Regions from separate parts of the Cyprinus carpio genome. Here region 2 is linked to region 1. Evidence: chromatin contacts called from public Hi-C data. All regions are on one chromosome and are shown on one strand. Each heading gives the region's core, a stretch centred on a gene start, on an enhancer-like site or on the middle of the called end of the contact. The rest is flanking DNA. Distances are from core to core; before and after follow the strand shown. Region 1 holds the start of prmt9 (protein arginine N-methyltransferase 9). Region 2 overlaps arhgap10 (rho GTPase-activating protein 10).

The links. Hi-C and Micro-C count contacts between places; a contact is called where the count stands out from the background.
Region 2: a contact with region 1 is called in a Hi-C map of liver, with 7 times the contacts expected there. The contact joins the enhancer-like site here to the promoter of prmt9 in region 1. A contact is called at or near these places in 2 of 8 Hi-C or Micro-C datasets (liver and skeletal muscle).

Annotation. Positions count from the first base shown.
Region 1 is chrB1:9,591,459-9,598,305 of ASM1834038v1, forward strand. It overlaps prmt9 (protein arginine N-methyltransferase 9), which reads right to left and starts at 4,510. Exons shown (of 13, transcript XM_042716518.1): 1 at 4,318-4,510; 2 at 1,867-2,069; 3 at 1,554-1,702; 4 at 976-1,212; 5 at 702-869. The coding sequence starts at 2,064. It overlaps arhgap10 (rho GTPase-activating protein 10), which reads left to right and starts at 4,587. Exons shown (of 23, transcript XM_042716520.1): 1 at 4,587-5,314. The coding sequence starts at 5,161.
Region 2 is chrB1:9,631,007-9,638,821 of ASM1834038v1, forward strand. It overlaps arhgap10 (rho GTPase-activating protein 10), which reads left to right. Exons shown (of 23, transcript XM_042716520.1): 4 at 4,794-4,865; 5 at 5,017-5,118; 6 at 6,549-6,659. Among protein-coding and RNA genes, the nearest start is that of arhgap10, 39 kb to the left of the region's middle. Within about 2 kb of position 3,370, at least 2 of the 8 cell types and tissues checked have an H3K27ac peak or open chromatin away from gene starts, as enhancers often do. A contact at or near this core is called in liver and skeletal muscle, where this site is marked.

The DNA.
Region 1 (6,847 bases), core at 3,260-5,759:
TGGAACATAATCAACACATTTATGAAAACATTTGCACTTTAAATGAACTTAAGACATTTTTGAATGCAATATTTTTACAAATAATATATATATATATATATATATATATATATATATATATATATATATATATATATATATATATATATATATATATATATATATATATATATAGGTTTGGGTCAGTGTGATTAAAAAAAGAAAGAAATTAATACTTTTATTTGACAAAGGACACATTAAATTGGGGGGAAAATATATTATTGTTGTTCTTTCTATTGATGAAAGAATCCCCCCAAAAACAAAATGTAGCACAGCTTCTACAAAAATGCTAAGAAACACAACTGGTTTCAACATTAATAATGATCCCATATTGATTCCATAATGATAAGAAATGTTTCTTGAGCAGCAAATCAGCATATTGGAATGATTTTTGAGGAATCATGAGACAATAATGTGAAGACTGGAGTAATGGCTGCTGAAAACTGTATAAATTATAGCTTAACATTTATTAAAATACAAAACAGTAACTTTAAATTATAATAATGTTTCACAATATCACTGTTTTTACTGTATATTTTAATCAAACATCTTACTGGCGTCTCAAACTTTTGAATAGTATCAATAGGTTATATCATAAGATTTATGCTTGGAAAAAAAAAATTGTCAATATGAATTTGGTTACTATATAAAGAAATATTTACCTGTTTGGAATGTCTTTTGGAATTTTCATGTCTAAAGACTTCAGGTGAACAATCTTGATGCTATCTGCCATCCCATTGGCTGAGAGCACCTCACATGCCAGCTCATACATTGTCTTTGACAGCTCACAGGCATAGACCTCAGCGGCGCCTGCCATCTTTGCACACATACTAACATGCCAAACAAAAAGCATTAAAACAAACTCAACTGTATATCAGCTGAAACAGACATTTGTTAAATAACAATGTTATGTAACGGGTTTCTGAAAAACCTCACCCGAGGATGCCTGTGCCAGTTCCAATATCCAGAACAGAGCTGCATCCTTCCTCAACAGCTTTCTTAATAGCCAGCTGGTACTTGTGGTTCCGCCCATGGTCGTTGAGCATTAAGAAGTGCCAGCGCTCCACCAACCAGTTGGCAACACGGTAAAAGTTCTCCTTTGCTTCTGGAAAGTCTGGTCGGAGTTTAAGTGCTTTGTAAAAATGCCCAGCAGCTTCATCCCGAAACCCCATTCTGGGAGAAAAACAAAAAAACTAACAATTGACCAGGGGTTATGTTTGTAAATGAGCAACATGGCTTGAACAATATTTCTGTGACACTAAAGTAAAGACTGGAGTAATGCCTGCTGTAAATTCAGCATTGACATCACAGGAATTTAATTAATTTTAAAATATATTAAAATAGAATAACTTATTTTCAATTGTAATAATATTAAATGTATACTATTATATAGGTATATGTATAATATAAATGTATAAATGTATTCTATATATCTATCTTGGTACTTTACAAATACTAAACCAATATAATAGTATTATTATTAACAACAACAATAATAATAAACAAATACAAACCTGAAAAGATGCTCTCCCATGCTGTTCACTATAACCTCATCCATTGGAAACAACTCCATAGCTTGTTCATAGCAATTAAAGAGGTCCTGGATACGTCCAAGAGAGTCCAGCTCGTCTGCCCATCTAAACAGAGTAAATCTAAAGGATTCCTGTAAACACAAAACACACATTTACTGGCTTTGCAATAAGGTTCTGAAGCTTTTCCAACTTTAGATACATAATTTAACCACCACACACTGTTACAGTAAACAGACTGATCAGGCAGACAGACTACAACATCAAGGAAGCATTGGAGGAAAAAAAACAAGCTTACATTTGCAAAGTCTTTTAGTGCTGGGGCAAGGTTTAGAGCCAACAGGTAGTGAACAAACGCAGTGCCGTAGTCCTGACTGAACAGACACTGCTGAGCACTTTCCAGTGATCTTGACACCAGCTCATTTCTCACAGCATCTTCTCTCTGAGCCCGTCTATGACGCCTCGTCCTCTTTGGTCTTGTAGTGGCATTAGGCATGTTTTCTGTGAATGACAGAACTGATCATGTGCTGTATCACTTGCTTAAACTGAATAAATTGAACGACAGATAAGGAATGCTTCTGGAAAAAAATACCAATAGAAAATATTTCCACCAATGTCAAATATAAACATACAAATGATTTAGTGTGAAATGTAACACGTTTCAGTTTGAGTATACTGGATGTTTGGAGCTAGTAGCTATATTTAGGGGCCAAGCACCGAAGGTGCGATGGCACCTATTGTATCCGTTAGATTCCACATCATCCTACTCACTATTCTTCACCAATCTAAGCCAACACAAACAACCGCTTGAAAGAAGTTAAATAAATCAAACTGATACAAAACAATAGAGGACAGTCTCACCATTAAGCATAGCAAATTTGAAGGCTCTAACTCAAACTCTCTAGTTCCACCTCTTGTCCAAATTTTCAAAAAAATTATGCTAATAACTTAAGCCACAGAAGGAAAATTCTTTTTTCCTCTGATTCCCTGGCTCCTGCCGAGTCAAATGGACACCTAGACGGTTTGTCTGATTTTTACCAAAATTGGGTCAGATCATCGGTCAGACCATGCTGGCAAAAAGTTATTCAATTCAAGCTGATTCGTCCAACCGTTCTCGATTAACACGCAAACAAATTTGACAAAAAGCAAGCAAAAATGGTTGTGAGGCTATATCTCTGCAACGGTTTGGCGTATTAAGACCAAACTTGGAGTATGTTATAACAAGCATGACCTGAGGCTACCTACAGTGCCACCTAGTGGTCAGAAGATACAAAAAATGCATATTTTTGCTTATAACTTCTGAATGGTTTGACCAAAAATCACAAAGCTGGTCTCTTTAGATTCGGTGGGTCATGTCGAGTCGAATGATACCCAATGTAAGCCATTTTGGGTGTCGGCCATTTTGAATTTTGACATAAAATGCTATATTTTATGAACTTATTGACGTATTGTTACGAAACGCAGTATGCATCTTCGGCACCATGTCCTGATGGTACTTAAAAAGATTGAGCGCAACACCACCTTGTGGCCAAAGGTTATAAAGAAATTTACAAAAATGCTAATAACGTTTAAATAAATTGGACTATTGAAATGAATTATTCAAATATTCTTTGGGTCATGCTGAGAACATCAATACCAATAACGCCAAAATTGGCCAAACTTGCTGTCCGCCATTTTGATTAATGTTGAAAACCTACTTTTTCTAACTCCTCCTAAACCGTTATTCCAATTTTCACCAAATTTGACTCAGACCATCTTCAGACCAAGCTGGCAAAAAGTTATGGATTTTGTATCGATATACAATTTTTTTTTTGTTTAGCACATTAACGAATTTGCTGGAAAGATGCCAAAATGCATCTGAGGCTGTATATCTGCAAAGCTTATATTTACACCAAACTTTGTAGGTGCCATTGTCACATCACACTGACCACGCCAGACCAATTTGGTGTAACCTATTGGTCAAGAGTAATAAACCATTGATTTATTATTAAGCAAATCCGAACTGCCTGTCAGCCATTTCACCAAAATCAAGTCAAATCATCTTCAGACTGTGCTGACAAAATGTAATTCATTTCAATAGACGAAACAAAACCCATATTGTACAGCGCTGCTACAAACTTTAGGCATGGTGCCAAAATGACTCTAAGACTATATCTCTTCAAAGCTTTGACATAATGACAACAAACTTTGTTTGTGCCATTTTCACCTCACACAGAACACACCAAAAGGATTTGATTACAGCGCCACCTGTTGGTCAAAAGTGATAAGCCATTTAATCATATTACTAGTGGTTGTATTCATGATTTTTCAGCCATTTCAATTACAATCATCCTAAAATTGCTTTTAGTACTCATTGTTGCATTTGGTCTGATGCTCCATGTCATGCTTAGCTCCTCAATTTGCCGCTGGAGTGCTTGGCCAACTGCTTCTTCCAACTATATTTACTCATGTAATGTTAATCAAGAATAAAATGACTAATTATAAAGCATTAATAAGTCATATTTAATCCACCAAAGCTGTTAGGTAAAAATTACGTGCAGTACATAGCAAACGTTATGTGGTAATAAGACAAATAACGTGTTAATTCATTTTCATATATTATAATAACATCTGAACATTACATAGTTTTCCTCAACAGAAATAAAGAAATCTGAGTAATTAAAAGCTGTTATTCAATATGCATAATTTATTATTTAATTTAACAATTTCAGTATTCTTTGGTTTTTGGATTTATGGTTCTTTAAGTTACCTGTCTCAGGTTTGCTAGTTGAGATCGCTGAACTGTATTTTCACCAATTTCCCTGAAGACTCCAGCCTACTGCTGTCATTAAACCACAAACTGCGATGTATTTTTTTTAATATATATATACAGTTTTATCTCTATATTTATGAGCTACTTCAGCCAGAGCAGCTCCGCTCCTGTACTGCAGGTCCGCTCTGCAGAATCAGGCGGACGGAAACAACATCCGCTCTTTTAGAGTTCCACATCCGATTTAAACACACTACTACTGACAACCCATTAGTATTATCGCATTTACAGAGTTTATCGAGACACAAAAAATTGAGACGTATGCCGAATGATCCATTCAGATGGAAAAGACGTACATTTCCTTAACAACACTGCCCGCGGCCCGTTATTCACTCAAATATCCCGGTTTTCCAGCGAGTCAGGCGTGATGACGTGAGAGTCCTGCACGCGGGAGGAGACTCGCTCGAGTCGACTGTCAGTCATTCGCGGACCAAAACCCTGACTGGACATTATTACCTTTATTTCAATAGATATCCGTGTAGCGTAGAGCTGTTTTATCATATCTTGCGAGAGTTTAAACCTGGAACATATTTAATATAACGTTACCCAGGGACAAGTTTACTTGTGCGACTTGGAAAGTGTTTTATTCCCGAGAGCACTCCCGACGCGTTTGGTCTTCCCAAAATATTCGAGGACGCGTTTATAAAGGCTTTATAGGGCAGCTTCCCGTTCCCTTTTTAATATCATTTCGTTATTCGACCGGTTTTTATTCATTCGCAGGTCGCTTTCTCACGGGATTTAAACGATTTAAACTGTAAACGAAGTCAGCTGAGTCTAGTAAAAATGGGGTTACACCCGTTGGAGTTCAGTGAGTGTTACCTGGACAGTCCTGCCTTCAGGGAGAAAATCAAAGCTCATGAAGCAGAGCTGGACAAAACCGGCAGGTTCATCAAAGAGCTGTATAAAGATGGAAAGAATCTCATCAATGCCACAAAACGTAAGTTCCATGACATTTTATCACTGCTTTTAAACTCGATGTGTAAATAATTGTGCTTGCAATCAAAATAAAGCTTGCCATTCAGTCAACATGTGATCCAAACTATGCAAGTGTCAGATAATATCAACACCTCATATCAGTCAAACAGGTCTTGTAATTTCGTCAAGGTCACTAACGTTATGTCATTCCTATTTACACCTTTACTCGAGACCTTGCTGGAGTAGTTTTGCGGGTCTCTAGAGTAACATGCTTCATTTAGTGGAGCGCAGAGAAATTGAGCTTGCGTGGCATAACTTTTGCTGACCTCATCCAGTTTTGGGGTTATGATTTACTGTACATGATCTGTGTGCAAATCATCGGGTGTCCTACAAGTCTGCTTTTTGGTGTGTACACATTAGGGACTTTTGCAGCACCTATGCAAGTTATTTTGGAAGGCCACAATTTTCTCAGTTCAGACACTTGCAGTTATGCATCTTAACTTGTGGCTTGTCACCTCTGTTATGTGACCCACCCTTTCACCTCCACGAGTAAAGTTTTATTGTAAACATTTCATGTCCTTTCCCATAATGCATTTATTATATGCTGCTTTTTTCCTAGCATTTAGGACAGGGCAGAACAAATTGGCTAAAAATAAAGCTTGCGTATTACGCCTTGGATGTTCAGACCTTTTTTGGATATGTTTGAATTATTGGGATTTGCAGTGTCTGGGTAGAGTTATCTTTAATAGGAGTGTTTGTTCTGATAGCAGGACATTTTTGTGCAAATAAAAGTGAAGGACCAAAAGTTTTAAGAGTTCTGGAGAGTTTTATACTGTTTTTTTTTTTTTTTTTCTAAATGTATTTTTTAGATTTTGTGCTTGGTTCCTCTTTCTTTTTTCAGTATTGTGTGTGTGTGTGTGTGATGCACTAATAGTGTCATAACTTCTAGATAATGCTAAATATGGCTAAATTAATGTGCAGGACAGCAGGCTCGTGGTACAGCCCACATAATAATCATGGATTGGTCAGAGTAGTTTTACTTGGCTTAAAACATAGGAAACATAAAGCAATAATAAATAATAACATACATAACTAATGAACTGACCATTGGCGGGCCCTTAGATTGATTTAGGTAATATCTATTTTTTTTTATTTTTTATATTTTTTTATACACAATGTTTTTTTTTTTTTTTTTTTACATTTTTTAGTACAGTGCTTAAAGTATTGATAATTGTACCTAGTTTTCAATTCAGTAAGTCTGTTCAATCAGTTTGGAATGCACACTTTATACTACAGACAGATAAATGACTTCCTCTTGGCATTTTGCAATATTTATGTCCATTGTATTTTCTGAAGGTAATGCTGCATTAATAATAATAATTAATATTATTATTAATAATAATTAATATTATTCATATCATCATCATCATCATTATTATTTTGATATGTGATTTGTCAAAATTGTCTGCTTATTTTTTTCAATCCAATTTTTAAAGAAATGTATTCTTTGTGATATCTTAATGTACTTTGAAATGAAAGCATAAAAATAAACAAT
Region 2 (7,815 bases), core at 2,120-4,619, 38 kb after region 1:
CTATACTATATTGACTGATTCCTAAAGCAACTGTATTAAAGTTTTTCAGTTAAGAGTAATGAGTGATTTTTCTCTTTGTTCACCCAAAAATAACAAATTCTGTCTTCTGTCTGTCAATTCTGTCATAGTGTTTTATTTGTATACCATCATTTACTCACTCAAAAGTTTTTTTAAACCTGAATGAGTTTCTTTCTTCTGCTGAACAAACGCTATTTTAAAGAACGTAGAACAGTTGCCGGTCCACAGTGACTTCCATAGTATTTTTTTACTACTATTAAAGTCAGTGTGGACCAGCAACTGTTTGGTTACCCACATTCTTCAAAATCTTATTTTGTGTTCAGCACAAGAAAGAAATTTATACAGGTTTTGAGTGAACATATGAGTGAGTAAATAATGACAGAAATTAAATTTAGGGTGAACTATCCTTTTAATGACAGTGGGCTGCATGTTTAGTACTGTCCCTTTAAGACCTGCACGCATCTAATATAGGCTACAGGCATGTATCCATTTTTCTCTCAACTGTTTCATTTTACACATAGCCAGTCTACTGTCATGGCCAAAAGTGACATAAATCTTGTTTTGCAAAGTTTGCTGCTTAAGCTGTTGTGGTGTTCATTCACATTGTTTCTAGATTATTCTAAATAAATGCTTAAAGCTTAATTGGCCAAACATGAACTTTTCACCAAAAAAATAAATAAATAAATAAAATAAAATTGATGCTGACACAATATGACCAGCTAACATTAATTGACTAATCATAGCAGCACATACAGTATGATAATGTGAATGAGTACTAGTCAGATAAAATCACTATCAAACTAGTTAGATTGTAAGAGCAGACTGATTGCTATAAAAGGAGGGAAGAAGTTCTTCCAGTCATTGTGTTCTTGTTGGCAATGGTAACCTCCAAAGAAACATGTGCAGCCATCATCACTTTGCATCAAAATGGCCTCACATGCAAGGAAATTGCTACAAAGAATATTGCACCTGAAAGAACCATTTACTGGATCATCAAAAACTTCAAGGAGAGAGGTTTGACTGCAGTGAAGAAGTCTTCAGGACGTCCCAGAGTGTCCAGCAGGACCGCCTCCTCCTGAGGATTCAGCTACGGAATCAAGTCCGCACCAGTGCAGAGCTTACTCAGGAATGGCAGCAGGTTGGTGTGAGAACATCTCCAAGAAAAAGTCAAGGACAGACTGAAATTCAGCAGGAAGTACAAGGATTAGACAGCAGAAGACTGGTGCAGAGTTTTTCTCTGATGAAGCTCCCTTCTTACTTCTTGGGACATCTGGAAAATTGATTGTTTGGAGAAGAAAAGGTGAACGTTACCATGAGTCCTGTGTTGTGCCAACAGTTGAAACATCCTGAGACCATTCATGTGTGGGGTTGCTTTTCAACCAAGGGAGTGGGCTCTCTCATAATTCTGCCCAAAAACACTTCCATGAATAAAGAATGGTGTCAAAACGTCCTGTTAGAGCGACTTCTTCTAGTGATCCATGAGCAATGTGGTGATGATCCGTGCATTTTCCAGCATGATGGAGCACCATGTCACAAAGCAGGAGTGATAAAGAAGTGACTCAAAGATTATTACATTGAAAATTTGGATCTGTGGCAATTATATATATAATTTTATATTTATTTTTTGCCAATAAAAGCCTTTAAAACTTCTGATATGCTTTTCTTTTTTTTCAGTATACCATAGAAACATAGAAAAATAATCTACGAATACTGAAGTAGCAAACTTTGCAAAACACAAAATTTATGTCACTGCCAAAACTTTTGGCCATGACAGTATATGTAAACCTTGTGTGTTTTGACAGTATTAGCACAAAGATAACTTAGTTCAGTAATCAGGCGCTGTTTGACAGGCTTTTTAGTGCAAACAAAAAACTGAACATTTAACCGGCAAGGCAAATAAAGTACTTTTGTGATTGCGAATAAGTGCAGTTTCCTGTGAGAGTAACTCTACCGCTAAGTTAACACTGATGTGAATGTATGTGGCGCTGTACACAAAGTCCCTTAGTCTTGGTTGTACAGCATATTGAGATGGAGGCGCCAGAACGGCAAGGGATAGAATGTGCGCTGTAGCATGATACTACAATATTTCTTCAAAAGCAGATCCTGGAGAAATTTTTATCATCCACGATCAAAAATCCTCATATCGCACACCCCATTTCAAACTCTCTGGTTGAACATCCAATAGCACCTGATTTAAGTCCTTTATATTTCAAAGACTAATAGCCATTTTATCTGTAGTTCATTTGCAAATTGCTTTTACAGTGTAAAATGTGTAAAAAAAAAATAAAAAAAAATTGATTCCTTAAAAAAGCCATTAAAAATAATTTTTACCTATTACTGTATATTCTCATGATTTTAGAATTCTTAATGTTTGAGAGGACTTTTTAGTCTAATGCATGGTTAGCCATCTAGGTAGAAAGGGCTCATGTTGCATGTAGGTCATGTTAGTATTTATTTAGTGTGTAACATTAGAGAGCCAAAGGGCCTGCCCATGTCTCAAAGTGCAACAGCTGACAGTTGTTTTGAGCTCAGATTTGAAGGCATGCGTGGAAGAGGTGGAGCCTACAGGCCCTGACAGGGTCAGAAAGACAGGGTAATCATAGAGCAGTGGTGCTCATTCTGAGTACTAACACTCATGCAATGGCTTTCTTTTGTTATTTCATTACCTCATTTATAAAGATATGTTTTTATGTAATAATAAACATTGTGAAAGCCTTCTTGTTAAAATATGGCCTTTAGAAAAGTATTACTTTCTTTCAAATTCTCAAAGAATGTTGTTTATTGCTGTAGATTTGGAAACATGTTCCTGAACTTCAAGAGGCTTGTTCATTTACTTCAAAAGTAAAAACATGTGCAAAGCTGCATTCATACTATTGTACAAAACCCCTGCAAGAATTTCAATGCATTTGCATTCGCTCACAAAATTTTTGCATTTCCCTGAAAAACTTTGCATTCACTCACACAACTTTTGCAATTTCTCACAAATGTTTTGTGTTAACCCAAGAAAACTGGTGTGGGCAAACACAAAACTGGTGATGGAAATAATATTTGATAAATGATTTGTGTGTGTTTGGGTCAAGGGCAGTGGTTTTAGCAGTTGGCTGTTTTGAGTCAGACTGGTGTATAATAAATGATTTTGTAAGTTTCTCTGGGTATACAAAACTTTTTGTGGTTACACTTTATTTTTATAGTCCACTTTAGACATTCTACTAACTATAAGTAACTTTGCAACTACATGTCAACTAATTATCATAAATTCACAACAACATGGTTTTGCTAGTTTCAGCCGGACGCAGTTCTAATTTTCCCGTCCTGTGCCACATGGTTTAAATAGCAAAAGCATTTGCACCCATTTGTGTGCTCAGGGGCGTGCTGGTCTAAAAAAAACGCGGTGTGTTCAGGCACATTGTTGGTGCTTTGCTATTTTGAGGAACTGAACATAGACTGTGCCATAAACCAACTCAAACCTGGTCTAATGTCTGGCACAATGTTTTTTATTTGTTATTTAAAGAGCGCATTAATATAGGCGGGTCCACAACATGTGTACACACTGCTTATTACACACACAAGGATGCACAGCAGCACACAAACATGCTAAATATTAAAAATTAAAGGATTGCAATGTTTATTTTACTGTGTTTATAATACTGTGTTATTATTGTGTAGGCCAGTGGTTCCCAATCCTGGTCCTGGAGAATCCCCAACACTGCACATTTTAGATGTCTCCCTGTTCAAATACACCTGATTCAACTCATCAGCTCATTAGTGAAGACTCCAAGACCTCAAATGTGTGTGTCAGATAAGAGAGACACCAAAAAAATACAGTGTTGGGGGTTCTCCAGGACCAGGATTGGGAACCACTGGTGTAGGCTATATAAATATAAAAATGCATGGATGTCATAATGGATAGCCATTCCATGTATCAGAATAAGGCTACCTATTTGCTCATGCACGAGCAGCTCTGTTTCCTTTTGTGGAGACGCATTCAGTCTTTGTGCTTGCAAATTCCGCCATGTAAATAGCAAATCCGTCATGGCACAAGCGCAACTGGCTCTTAAAGGGAATGGGAGATGAGACTCTTATTGGTTTATTGCACGTTACGCCCAAAAAACACCCATTACTCATTAAGAGAATAGGGACAACCCGTCTTAGACCATGTGCCCGTTTTCCCGTCGTTAAACTAGCAGAAGTGGATTCGGACCCGCCCTGAGTGCACCTGCGCCATGTGCTTTAGACCATGCGCTTAGATTGTTAAAATAGGGCCCTCAGAGTAGACTTAGTTTAGGGTTAATCAAATAAGTTGACATATACTTACAAAAATTCTTATAGTCAGTATGTTGTATGTTGTTGGCCCATCAAAGTTAAACAGACAGTCTACTAATATTCTAATGACTGCTTGTTGACATGTAGTTGCAAAGTTACTTACTGTTAGTAGAATGTCTAAAGTGGACTATCAAAATAAAGTGACACTTTTTTGTAGTAAGTGCAAAATATTTGCAAGAATTGAGTGCAAAAGCATTAAAATATGTTTTCCTGCATTTCTGTGTTGGGCTATTCATTTCTAGGGAATACTTGATTCAAAATGTCAGATGGCTAAATGAACCGTTTTGCCTCAGGTGATGAAATGGTGACACCTTTATTGGCATTTACAGTTAAAACCCAGAATGTGTTTCTGCAAGTTTTGATTAAAGGAACGCATCCTGTTACTGGTAATGTTTGATAAATATACATTAAATGATCAAATGTCCTATATCCAATGAATTTTCTTTTCACAGATGAGAAACATCACAGAGACGCTGATGAAGCCTTTAGAAAAGTTTCGGAAAGACCAGCTCGGCTCAGCAAAGGTGAAAGCATAGCTCTAACCGTCAACTCATTTAGGTTGTTTGCATTTAACAGATGGAAAACTGTACATTTATTGAAACCAAACTTGCTTCTCGTTCCATGTATTAAAAATAGTATGTTCCTCCATTTTATATGTTCTCATGCTATCTTCAGGCAGAGAGAAAGAGGTACGAGAAGGAAACAGAGAAGTACTACAGCTCACTGGAGAAACTTTTGAACATGTCAGCAAAGAAGAAAGAGCCACAATTACAGGAGGTACTTCACATTTCATTCTTCCCACACACAAGATGGATGTGTAATGCAAACTATTTTCAGAAATGGTAATTTCCTTCTGTATCTCAGAAAAAAGAAAAGAAAAAAAATGATACGTTAAGGTCAATGGCTTGCTGTATTTTTTACAATACTGTTTATTGCGCTTAGTGTAGGAACTTTTGCTTTTGGTGCAGTGCTTTTTTTTTGCTTTCGATAATTAAAGTTTGTTGTTATTTCTACCATATGTATAAAGCCCAAATCCCCTCTAAGCCTGGGAAAGTGAAAGAGTGCAGTGTATTATCCTGCACAAATCCAGTGATGTAGGGGGAACATAACCTTTTATGGCATGCCCGTCATGCCTATATGTTGTATACAATGAGCATAAAAAGAACTAGAGTCTGTTGATATTTTTATGGTGGGCCATTATGTTACTGTGGACCATATGACGTGTGTGTTTCAGTCAAGGGCAGTGGTTTTAGCATTGTGCTATTTTAAGTCAGACTGTTGTGCATGATTCCTAGAAATGTTGAAGAACACCAAGGACTACTCAGTTATTCGCTAATTCATAAGACACTTGAGCTATCATGGGCCATGTTCACATGTCACTAGCCAGATACGTTTAGGGATGAGTGTTTTGTTTTGTTTATGCTTTCTCTCTCCACAATAGTCTCTCTCACCTGTCCTACATACACAATCCAGAAAAGGCACACTGTTTAATGCATTAGCTTGATGATAATAAACAAAACAGTGAATCTGGCAGTTTATAAAATAAATAAAAAATCTGATGATTATATCTCCAAGTAATGATATATTAGGAACTAGCTAATGTTACAAACACCATTTAGGTTACACAGTTGGCATCCATTTCTCTTGTTTACAAGAAACTGTGTTTATCAGGATGTCAGCTGCATAAATTTGAGTTATTCCTGTCTTCCATACGTACCAGAATGCTTAATTAAACACACACAGAACAACAGCTTTAGGAATTCATTCTCGCATTGAAATGTTTCATTTAAATTCAAGTCTTTTTTTTGTAAAGCTGTGAGATTTTGTGATGAGGATCGTCAAGGAATGTTGCTAAAAGATGTCAGGGTGATGCACTGTATTTAACTGTATTTGCACACCTAATAACTATATTACAGTAGTTAGTGTTAAGTACTGTTTACATTAGGTCAAACCTCTACACAATTACATAATCCCAGTTGTTTTTTTGGTTTTCAAATATTCCATTTTCAGAATAAGGCCCTCTATGTTGTAAATTCAGGCAACACATGGTCAGGTAAATGCAGGAAAAATACAGACAGCTTTTTGAAAAACCCATTTCACAACCCAGTCACTTTGAATTTTTATGTGATGATTTCTCTCCCTGTTTTTTTTTAGACCTTTTCATCTCAAGTGTTACAGTACTTTTTTTCATGCTGTCTATCTCTCAGGCAGACATGGCGGTAGAAGTGATGAGGCAGCACTTTCAGGTGTCATCTCTGGAGTATGTTTGCAAGCTGCAGGAGATCCAGGAGAGGAAGAAGTTTGAGTGTGTCGAGCCTGTGAGTGCATGACCTTTTGTCCAGATTGTCATTCAACTTGATTCAGTTCAACATAGTTTGCTGTCTTGTTTGCCATCGACAGCATCTGATATGCTGTGACTTATTGCAAAAAGAGAAATGAAACACATTTACTGAAATGCACTCTCAATGCAGCTTCACCAGAATAAATGTTACAAGTATACATTTCTGTGTATATATATATACACCATTTCATAAGTATTCAAGTTGTTGTGTGTAATTTCTGCACCACTAGCAGCATCAAACAGAATAGCAAAAATAAGGGCTATATTTAGAATGAAATAATACTATCTCTTTGTCATGTCGTAGGCAAATATAATGTAAAAAAAAATAAGAATTCCTTTACTTATAAAATGATAACTGGACACTATGTACATGCAGATAAGTTAAATCAAAATAATATTGTCAGCCGTAACCATATATACAGTACCATTCTTTTATGCTTACCAAGGTTGCATTTATTTGACCAAAATACTGTTAAATATTATCACAATTTAAATTCCTATGACCCTAATATTTTTGTCAGGGCAAAGCTAAACTAAATATTGTAGAAACTTAATTTTCTGCAAAGTTGCTTTGCAGCGATTTGTATCATAAAAAGCGCTATACAAATAAATTTTAATTGAATTGAAAAGCTGAATTTTCAGCAGCTATTACTCCAGTCTTCAATGTCACATGGTTAACATTTCTTACCGTTATCAATGTTGGAAACAGACATGATGCTTAGTATATTTTTGTGGAAACCATGAAACATTTTTTAGGATTATTTGATGGATATAAACAACTTTTGTATGAAATAGAAATTTTGGTAACACTTGTCTTATAGCTTTTGTATATAATGCATTATAAAAGTAGTTTTTAATGCATCAATTATGCCTTGTAATGCACCCTATAATGCATTGTATGATCTCGTGAATAATTGTAACTGCATACATTATAATACTAAGTTATAAGTATAATGCATTAAAATACATGAAAAACAACCCTACAAATATTATAATGCATTTTAAATTTGTCTACAATTATTTATGAAAAGATATAATGCATTACAATGTACATTATGAACACCTTTATTATGCATTATACATAAAGGTTTTAAGTAAAGTGTTACCTAAACTTTTTAAATGTGAAAGTCGTA